Linked DNA regions of Zea mays: regions 1 and 3 are each linked to region 2. The links are chromatin contacts, called in public Hi-C maps. All regions are on one chromosome and are shown on one strand. Each heading gives the region's core, a stretch centred on a gene start, on an enhancer-like site or on the middle of the called end of the contact. The rest is flanking DNA. Distances are from core to core; before and after follow the strand shown. Region 1 holds the start of LOC103627279 (pentatricopeptide repeat-containing protein At2g29760, chloroplastic). Region 2 holds the start of LOC100194077. Region 3 holds the start of LOC100277858.

What was found. A called contact is a pair of places that touch in the nucleus more often than the background predicts.
Region 1: a contact with region 2 is called in a Hi-C map of leaf, with 2.8 times the contacts expected there. The contact joins the promoter of LOC103627279 here to the promoter of LOC100194077 in region 2. A contact is called at or near these places in 6 of 25 Hi-C or Micro-C datasets (ear, endosperm, leaf and 1 more).
Region 3: a Hi-C map of leaf shows a contact between it and region 2, with 9 times the contacts expected there. The contact joins the promoter of LOC100277858 here to the promoter of LOC100194077 in region 2. A contact is called at or near these places in 8 of 25 Hi-C or Micro-C datasets (bundle sheath, ear, leaf and 2 more).

Annotation. Positions count from the first base shown.
Region 1 is chr5:175,489,760-175,492,459 of Zm-B73-REFERENCE-NAM-5.0, reverse strand. LOC103627279 (pentatricopeptide repeat-containing protein At2g29760, chloroplastic) reads right to left here and starts at 1,377. Exons shown (of 4, transcript XM_008647567.4): 1 at 1-1,377. The coding sequence starts at 1,356. LOC100272502 reads right to left here. Exons shown (of 12, transcript XM_008683160.4): 11 at 2,377-2,650; 12 at 1,825-2,302. The coding sequence ends at 2,235.
Region 2 is chr5:175,976,804-175,979,538 of Zm-B73-REFERENCE-NAM-5.0, reverse strand. LOC100194077 reads right to left here and starts at 1,292. Exons shown (of 18, transcript NM_001359384.1): 1 at 1,083-1,292; 2 at 1-979. The coding sequence starts at 876.
Region 3 is chr5:175,697,417-175,700,130 of Zm-B73-REFERENCE-NAM-5.0, reverse strand. It overlaps LOC100277858, which reads left to right and starts at 1,407. Exons shown (of 3, transcript NM_001151317.2): 1 at 1,407-1,668; 2 at 1,746-1,896. The coding sequence starts at 1,569. LOC100273912 (N-glycosylase/DNA lyase OGG1) reads left to right here. Exons shown (of 3, transcript NM_001148304.1): 3 at 537-1,120. The coding sequence ends at 773.

The sequences.
Region 1 (2,700 bases), core at 128-2,627, 490 kb after region 2:
CAAACCTGTCTCCTTCTTGGCTCCCCTCTCTTCCATCATCTTACGAAGAGCTTTTGCATCTTCCCATAAACCATTAACTGCATACAGATTGAACAGAACAACATAACGTCCACCATCATCTGGCTCTAGCTCAATAAGTTTCTTTCCTACACGTTCACCCACACCAACATTGTTGTGCATCAAGCATGATGACATTAGAGCCCCCCACTGTGATGCATGTGGCTCCATCGGCATGTCCAGCAACACAGCCTCGGCTTCTTCCAGGAGTCCTGCACGTCCAAGGAGATCAGCCAAGCACCCGTAGTGCTCCCTCCGTGGCTCGATGCCATGGTCACACATGGACCTGAAAATCTCCTTACCTTCGTCCACACGACCTGTGTGGGTGCACGCACAAAGAACAACAACAAACGTTGACTCATTTGGCACAAACCCCATATCAAGCATCCTTCTGAACAACTCAAGTGCGCGTTTTCCATGCCCATTCATCGCAAGCCCACCAATCATTGCATTCCACAACACCACATCTTGGCTCTGGACTCCATCAAAGACCCACCATGCCTCATCCATGCACCCGCACTTGCAATACATATCGACAAGCGCCGTCTCAAGCATGACATTATCCGGACTCCTCCCAAGCCCCTCTGCTTTGAGAAACCTATGAACCCACCGCCCCCTCTCAAGAGCACCCAGATGCGCACAAGCCTTGAGCACGCTCGATAGCACCACGGCGTCTGGCCTGAACCCATTTCCCATCATCTGGTCGAACATCCTCAGTGCCTCACTGAACTCCCCAGCACGGATGCAAGCGTCGATCATTGCGCTCCAGGAAACCAGGCCCCTCTCGGGCATTCTGACGAATACCTCCCGCGCGGCCTCTAGGTCGCCGCACTTGCCGTACCCTGACACCATCGTGTTCCAGGAGAAAGCGTCCAGGGAGGTGGCACCGCTAGTATCAAACACCCTGCGCGCGTCGGAGAGCATGCCGAGCGCGCAGTAGAGCTTGAGGAGGCAGTTGGTGACGACGGGGTGTGCGAGCGCGCCGTGCTTGAGCGCCTGCCCATGCGCAAGCCCCGCCGCAGCGAGTCGATCGCAGACGGCAGCGGAGGGGGTGCGGGAGCGGGAGGAGGACGCGGCGAGGGAGGCGAGCAGGAGGGAGAAGGTGTAGGGGGTCGGCAATGTCGCGGCACGGATGCTGGAAAAGAGAGCGAGCGCGGCGGCCGCGGGGGCGCCGCGGCGCGCTAGCGCGGCGTGGAGTGGGCACCCGCGTGTAGGAGCCGAGGAAAAGCCAGCAGCGCCGGTGGAGCGGAGCCCAACGAGTGCGCGGAGGAAGCAGAGGTGGCGGCGGGGGGTGGGCATGAGAAACGGGTGGACAATCTGCTGCTGGTCGTGCCAAGATTTGTGCCAAATACTAGAGGAGATCGACTTGATCCCAGTGTACAAGCTGAAGTGCTTCCTTGACAGGACAGTTGTTTCCATGGGAAGCGCTGGTTCATGCAAATTAAGTACAGAAGCTAGGACAGTTGTTTTCTCGACCTGTGTTGCAGGTCGAGTTTTTAGATTATCTTCTGTGCTGTTTGTAGAGAATTTTGAAATAAAGAATGAGATACAGAATCGGATAGAGCATCTACTGAATATATCATTACAGAGAGTTGCTGAAGACAGCCTAATATCAGTAGACTTATATTTTTGTTATTTATGATCTAATGTTCCATTTCAGTACTGACAAGCTCATACTGTACAGTAGTTTCAGATTTATGCATGAAACATTTACGATCTAAGTTTCCATTTCGGTATAATATCAAACATTTTTTCTTTGATGTTGCCTCTCAAAAATCTCGATCCTCCAGTACCGAACATGATTATTTGGAACTGTGTTCATCGTCAAACATCAGGTAATGTAAATGTTACAGTTTATACCCATCAATCTGAGGTATCATTGGGGCCAAGGATAACAATTGTGGTATATACTACAGAACTACTCAACAACTACAACCACCGCTATATATATAACTAATTCAACATGAAAATTTGTTGCCTGTCCAAGTCCAGAAGAAATCAGAGAGAAACGAGGACAAGAATAGAAAAACATGGCTTTCAGCTCGGCGCCAAGCAACGATCATATTTCACAAAATGACCTGCGTTCTTGGTTTTAGAATCAGTGATCGCTCAATCAAATAAGGCTCTGCCATACATTTTCTCTGCGCTGACCCAAAATGGGGCGATATTATCTTCACTTAGTCACACTTTATGTTCCTGTAGATCCTCCTCACAAACAATGTCGATCCAAGATACCCGACGGCACCTAGCAAAAGCACCAAGCAGTATTAAACTAACGATACCATAGTTTGTCTACCACAAGATAGCAGAAGAGCTTACCGCATAGTGTTCCTAAGCCTAGGCAGAACATTAGAGTGTAGCCGAAATAGAAGCTGGTCTGGAAGAATCCAGACATCTTGGTCTTCATGTGGTAATAATATATGGAGTAGAGGTAAACATACACCGCAGTGGAAGCAGCAGAGAAGAATGAAGTCCATTGCCAGTGGTAGTTCTCCGCATTTAGCAAGAAATATGTACCGACAATTGTTACACATATGGTGACAATGATGAGTATCAGAAAGACCAGCAACATGAACCCATAAACATAGTAGACCTGTCAGTGGTTAATCAAAAAGGATGAGACATCAATGTCAACTCCAATGC
Region 2 (2,735 bases), core at 43-2,542:
ATCATCATTCCGCATCGCTCTGTCAGCCCCATGGCACGTCCCTGAATCACCAGACATTCCACCAAACTGACCTGCCTTTAGATCTAAAGAAAGATCAATGCTCCCTGGAATGGAAGGAACTGAATCTATATGAGCTGGCCTCGAAACAGCTTCAATATCCGATACCAAACCATTTGGCTGCAGCTCATCGTTAGCAAACGTGATAGATCCTATGCCACGTGGCTCTTGCTCGCTGCCATGGTCCATTGAAACTGACAAACCTTCATAACCACATTTTGCTCCGTTACGAGCAGCCAGTAAATCTTGTACGGTTTCCTTTACTACCTCCACCACGGCACGACAATCACCTCCGTCACCCGTCAAACCCACATGCTCAAACTGGCTCCCTTCTGCCGTTTTATCAAACATGCCATAAAGGCATCCAGCATCCTTGGAACATACCACTTCACTGCAAGGAGGATAAGGTATCGTCTTATTCGACAGCCTGTCATTGACCTCATGACAGGTCTGCAAAGCAGCATTTTCAGCAGACGCCGCAGGAGCCAAACTACCTTCCTTCCGTTCATCCATGTCCATGACCCTCTGCTCTGAACTCGAACCCTTCTCCTGTCCTAGCTGAAACCTTCTTCCTCGATGGGAGGAAGAAGCACAATCGACAGGAGTCACCAATCCAAACGCGAAATTGCTCCCTTCGTCACCAATCTCTGTGGACAATCTAGCTTCCGGAGCATGACATACCTCTACTGCGGCATCCCCCAATCCATGGACCGGTTCAGGGGCGGTGGCAGTAGACAGAGCGACCTCCGCTGGCCCCAAGCGCTGGGCGTCAGCAACACGATCCTCCTCGCCGCGCACGGCCGCGCCAGACTCCTCCATTGCGACAGGAGGTCAGCAGGGTCCCGTACGGGTCTAGAACATCCAATGCCCTCACCGCAGCCTCCGCACCCGATCACGCCGCCGAAGCCGGGCTTACAAAACCCTAGAATTAATCGTAGAACACGGGCAGAAAACTCAATCAGGATTCCGTAAGCAAAGGTACCGCCCAACCCTTAGCAACAGGAAAGTAAGAGACAGGCGCGAACCTCGGTGACCCGCGTGGCGGCGAATGCCTGCTGCGTTGCAGTCGTCGGGTCCCGCGCCACCGGCCCCCGTTTCCCTCCGGCGACGGGCGGGACGCGGGAGTCAGGGGCGGCGCCGGGCTAGGACGTGCGGTAGGCGGCGGTCGTCGCCGCGTTGAGGAACGAGGGCGGCGGAGGCGGATAGGGGAAGGGTAGGACAGAGAGAGAGAGAGAGAGAGAGAGAGAGGAGGAGGCGAAGTATATTACTAGTATTTAGGAGATGGAAAGGAAAAAAAATAAATAAACAGGAAAAGGAAGGAGGTGGAGGAGGAAGCGGGGAACAGAAAAGGTTTCGTCTTGTTCCGTTCTCGAGTTGGTGACGCGCAATGGGAGGAGGAAGATGGTGAGATCGCGCTGGCAGACGACGCTGTTGAAACCCGAGCGTATCTGTTTGTTCGAGGAAAAAACGAATCTGTGGGTATATGTGGATTTCAGAGCGCAACAGAACGGAGACAGGCAGTATAGGACTAGAATCGAATTTAAAGGGTGCGGTTGTTTAGGTATATACAAATCTACCCTCTAGTAGATTATATAATTCAGTGTAAATAAAATAAAAGATAAATAAACAACAAAGATTATTATGTTGATTATATAATCTAAATATCTAGATTATAGTAATCTATAAACAGATCATTAGGTGATTATATAATTCGTAAGCTAGATTATATAATCTTAAAAGGAAATAATCAAAACCTTAATACATCGTCTAAAATAGATGTCTTTAAGAAATTAAATGACAAAATCAAGAAGTTAAATAAAAATATATGAATTTTTTTCTAAAGTGTTTGTCTCTATATGACTTTCACATATAATGTTTGTTAATTATATTTATGATGTGAACGATTCTAAATACTCCATTTTATATTATGTGATTTTTTTAGTTGTCCCTTTACTAAAACCTATTTAAGTGACTCGTCCATAAATAAACCGTTTAAACAAAATAATATATACTCCTTTAAAATATAAGTTTCGTGCGTTACGTGTCACATGTGAAGCATGTGGGTCTGTTCCTGTCACGCGCTTCTCGCGTACGGTTGAATCGTGAGAACTCATCCAAGCGCAGCACGACAGGACCACATGTAATGCAACACTCACATATATTACCACCGCGTTAGTTGAAGAAGGACGAGCGAACCGAGTACGCTATAAAAAAGAGAGGTCAGACTTCTTTTCAACCCATACGGTTCTCCAAACTGTTCGTTTAGCTTTAATTTGTAGCGATTTTACTGTTTCTACAGTGTTTTGTCTTTATAGATTGTGGCTGCAGTAGTCCAAAACAGTTGTCTTTAATTCAAAATGAATAGTCTGTATTTTTGGCTAAGATAGAGTGTAATATTTGTTTTATCATTTTCATATGTAAAACATTGTTTATTTAAATAGTGAATTTATTTTTACGTGTATCAAATATAAGCATTATAGTGGTAATGATTAAACGAAGGTAATCGACGGTTTAGCGTTTCGTAGACCGATGTCTAGTGGGAATTTATATTTTGAGTGAAAAGGGTAGGTGTGTGTAAAAGAAATTGGAAAAGGTGAACGGATACACCGCCGTGCGGTAGTTGCAAGTGTCGTAGACCAGGGTGTAGAGAGAGGCGGTTGGTGGCAGTTTATCCTCGC
Region 3 (2,714 bases), core at 158-2,657, 280 kb after region 2:
CGCATTTGCAGGGGAAGGCTTGCCTTGGTTTATTCTTTTCCTAGACACCACTTATGTGGGCGCATTCGGCACTGGGTCTGCCTTCATTGCTAGGTTTGTTCCCTCTTAAAAAAACAAAACTATGTTTGTTTTTTTTTGGAAAAATATTATTTGAAACGCTAGTAAAACAATCACCATGTGTAGATACATATTCCTGCTGCATTCATAATGACTGTACCACTCATGTTGGGGTGTTTTTTTTGAATTCTTATTATTTTTCAATCAAACTTGTGGATGCAACCTGTAGAAGGTCTGCTGTCTATACTTAGTGGGTGTTTGGTTTCTAGAGACTAATTTTTAGCCCTTATATTTTATTTCATTTTAGTCTGTAAATTGACAAATATGGAAATTAAAATAGAGTTTTAGTTTCCGTTTTTGGCAATTTAGAGACTAAAATGGAGGGACTAAAAATTAGTCCCTAGAAACCAAACACCCCATTAATATGATCCAAAGACTATTTCATGTGAGTGTTAAACTCTATATGGATTCTAATGCAGGTTGCTACACAGTATCTATTACCAGAGCTAGCTGGCAAGAGCTTGACCCCAAAACTTAGCGTTGTTGTTGCCGATGCTTTTGTTACTAGATTTGGAAGCTATGCTGGTTGGGCACAAAACGTTCTCTTCATTGGCCAGCTACCAACTCAAAAAGTTGTTGTGGCTCAAGTTACCAGTGACAATGGTACCACAAAGCCTACCAAAAGGAAGCGCAGGGTGCAACCGGAACCATGTTGAGGGAGCATGGATACCAGCGATAGTGGGTTTGCCATTCTTCTGTGTTATTCTCGTTCAGTAAGAATGTAAGATGATGTAATATGACCATGACGAATGATCTTTTCTGCTGAACAGGCATTAGGTTGCTCCTGATCACACTAACATATTTGCTGTCAGCTTGTAACATATAGGAATGCCTGACTCATTACATTATGAGTTCTATTTTCATATGTGGGCATTGTGTTGTTTCTTCGTTAGCCTGCCCGTGCATCTTCCACAAAAACATCAGGATGGAAGCGGGGGCACATGTAACCGTGTTGTGTTGTTATTTAAACAGCGATGAGGGATTCAGTTGAAAGTATTGGGTCAATAGTTCTCTGTAACCTTTGCACCCAGCTATACCATCCCGTGCTGCCAGGCCGGCTTCTTCTGATGAACGTTTGAGCAAAGTTGTGTTCTGAATGTCCTGAGCTCCTGGTGACTGACTCAAAGGACAAATTTCTGTGATTTTACACAAAGGACACATATATACCAGTAGCCTCTTGTCAATGGACAACGGGTGACTTTACGCAAATATCATTGTCTTGCGACATGATTTTACGCAAATGTTATTGCCTTGCGATATGAGTATATGACACTCTGTTTCCTCCTCCCGAATCCGGTTGCCTGCATTGCCAGCAAAGTCAACGGCGCTACAACTGCATTACTGCAGGCAGGCTTTTTGCTTGCTTCCGCGGGCCTCGCATGCCATAGGCTCAATAACCTCGCCAGCGGATCCCTTCCTTGCGAGGCCGGAACTGAGCTGCCGCCGGCGCTATGGCGAGCGGCGGCCTGGCGGCTGCGTCGGAAGTCGCCGTCGTTTTCCTCATCCGCCCTGTCCTTGCCATCGCCTTCGTCTTCACCCTCATCCTCCTCAGTATGACTCCCCTCCCCTTATCTCCTCAGTTGAATAGTTGCGTGGGTTCCCTTCCCTGATCCGCTTCGTCGCCCCAGGCTGGTACGTGGCGTGGAGGACGGTGCTGGTGCACGTGCCGCTGGTGCAGGAGATCGCCGGCCTGCGCCCGAAAAAGCCCTCTAAACCCAAGCCAGCCAACCGCGGCCGCTTCGCCAAGTTCTACCAGAACCAGGCCGAAGCCGCACAAAGGTCAAAGCTTTACCTCCGCACGACCACACAAGCCTTCTTCTCCTTTTGCTCATCCGGATGTTTCAGTGCTGATTCATGTGGAAACTGACTGTCCAGCACTTGTTCAATTCGATCCAGATTGACTGCTTCAGTGCTGTTCAGTCCTGGACTCCTGGCATTGCTGAAGCAGTTTGTTGCAGTTAGGTTGTAGCTTAGGATTGTATCAGCATACCCCGCATGGCCACCCACTATCTGATCTAGTTGGGCATATGGCGATTCTGCAGCTCTTCATGTGGGCGTGGTTGCAATTGTAGTTAAATTGGAGTGGGGAAAGTTGCTTGAGCTGTCTATTTCAGCATTTCAAACTTGATTCAGCTTCATTTACAGTTTGGTACAACGGCTAAAGGACCTGAAGGCATAATTACCTGCATTTTTGTGTCCTTGTTCACCTCTGGATGCCCATCTCAAATTCCTAAATTTCTTGTCATGCCTACTATTGGTGCTAAAGTAAAACTGTTTGTTGCAATCCATAGAAAAGTCTAGACATTTCAAACTTCAGTGCATACAATTCGATATATTGGCACTTTGGAGCTACTCCATTTTTTTTTGACTGGAGCTATAACTATGTTCCTTACGACAACACAAGTTTTTTTTACACCTTGTATTGTGAATATCTGCAGTCCTATTCTCTCAGAAGCGGCTATTGAATTGCTTAGGCATAGCTGGGAATACCGGATACTTGTATATGGATGGGAGAAAAATAAAGCCATTATCATTTGCACGATCAATGTGGTTTATCTAGTAAAAAAATGAGTTGTGATTGAAATAGCTTATGCAAC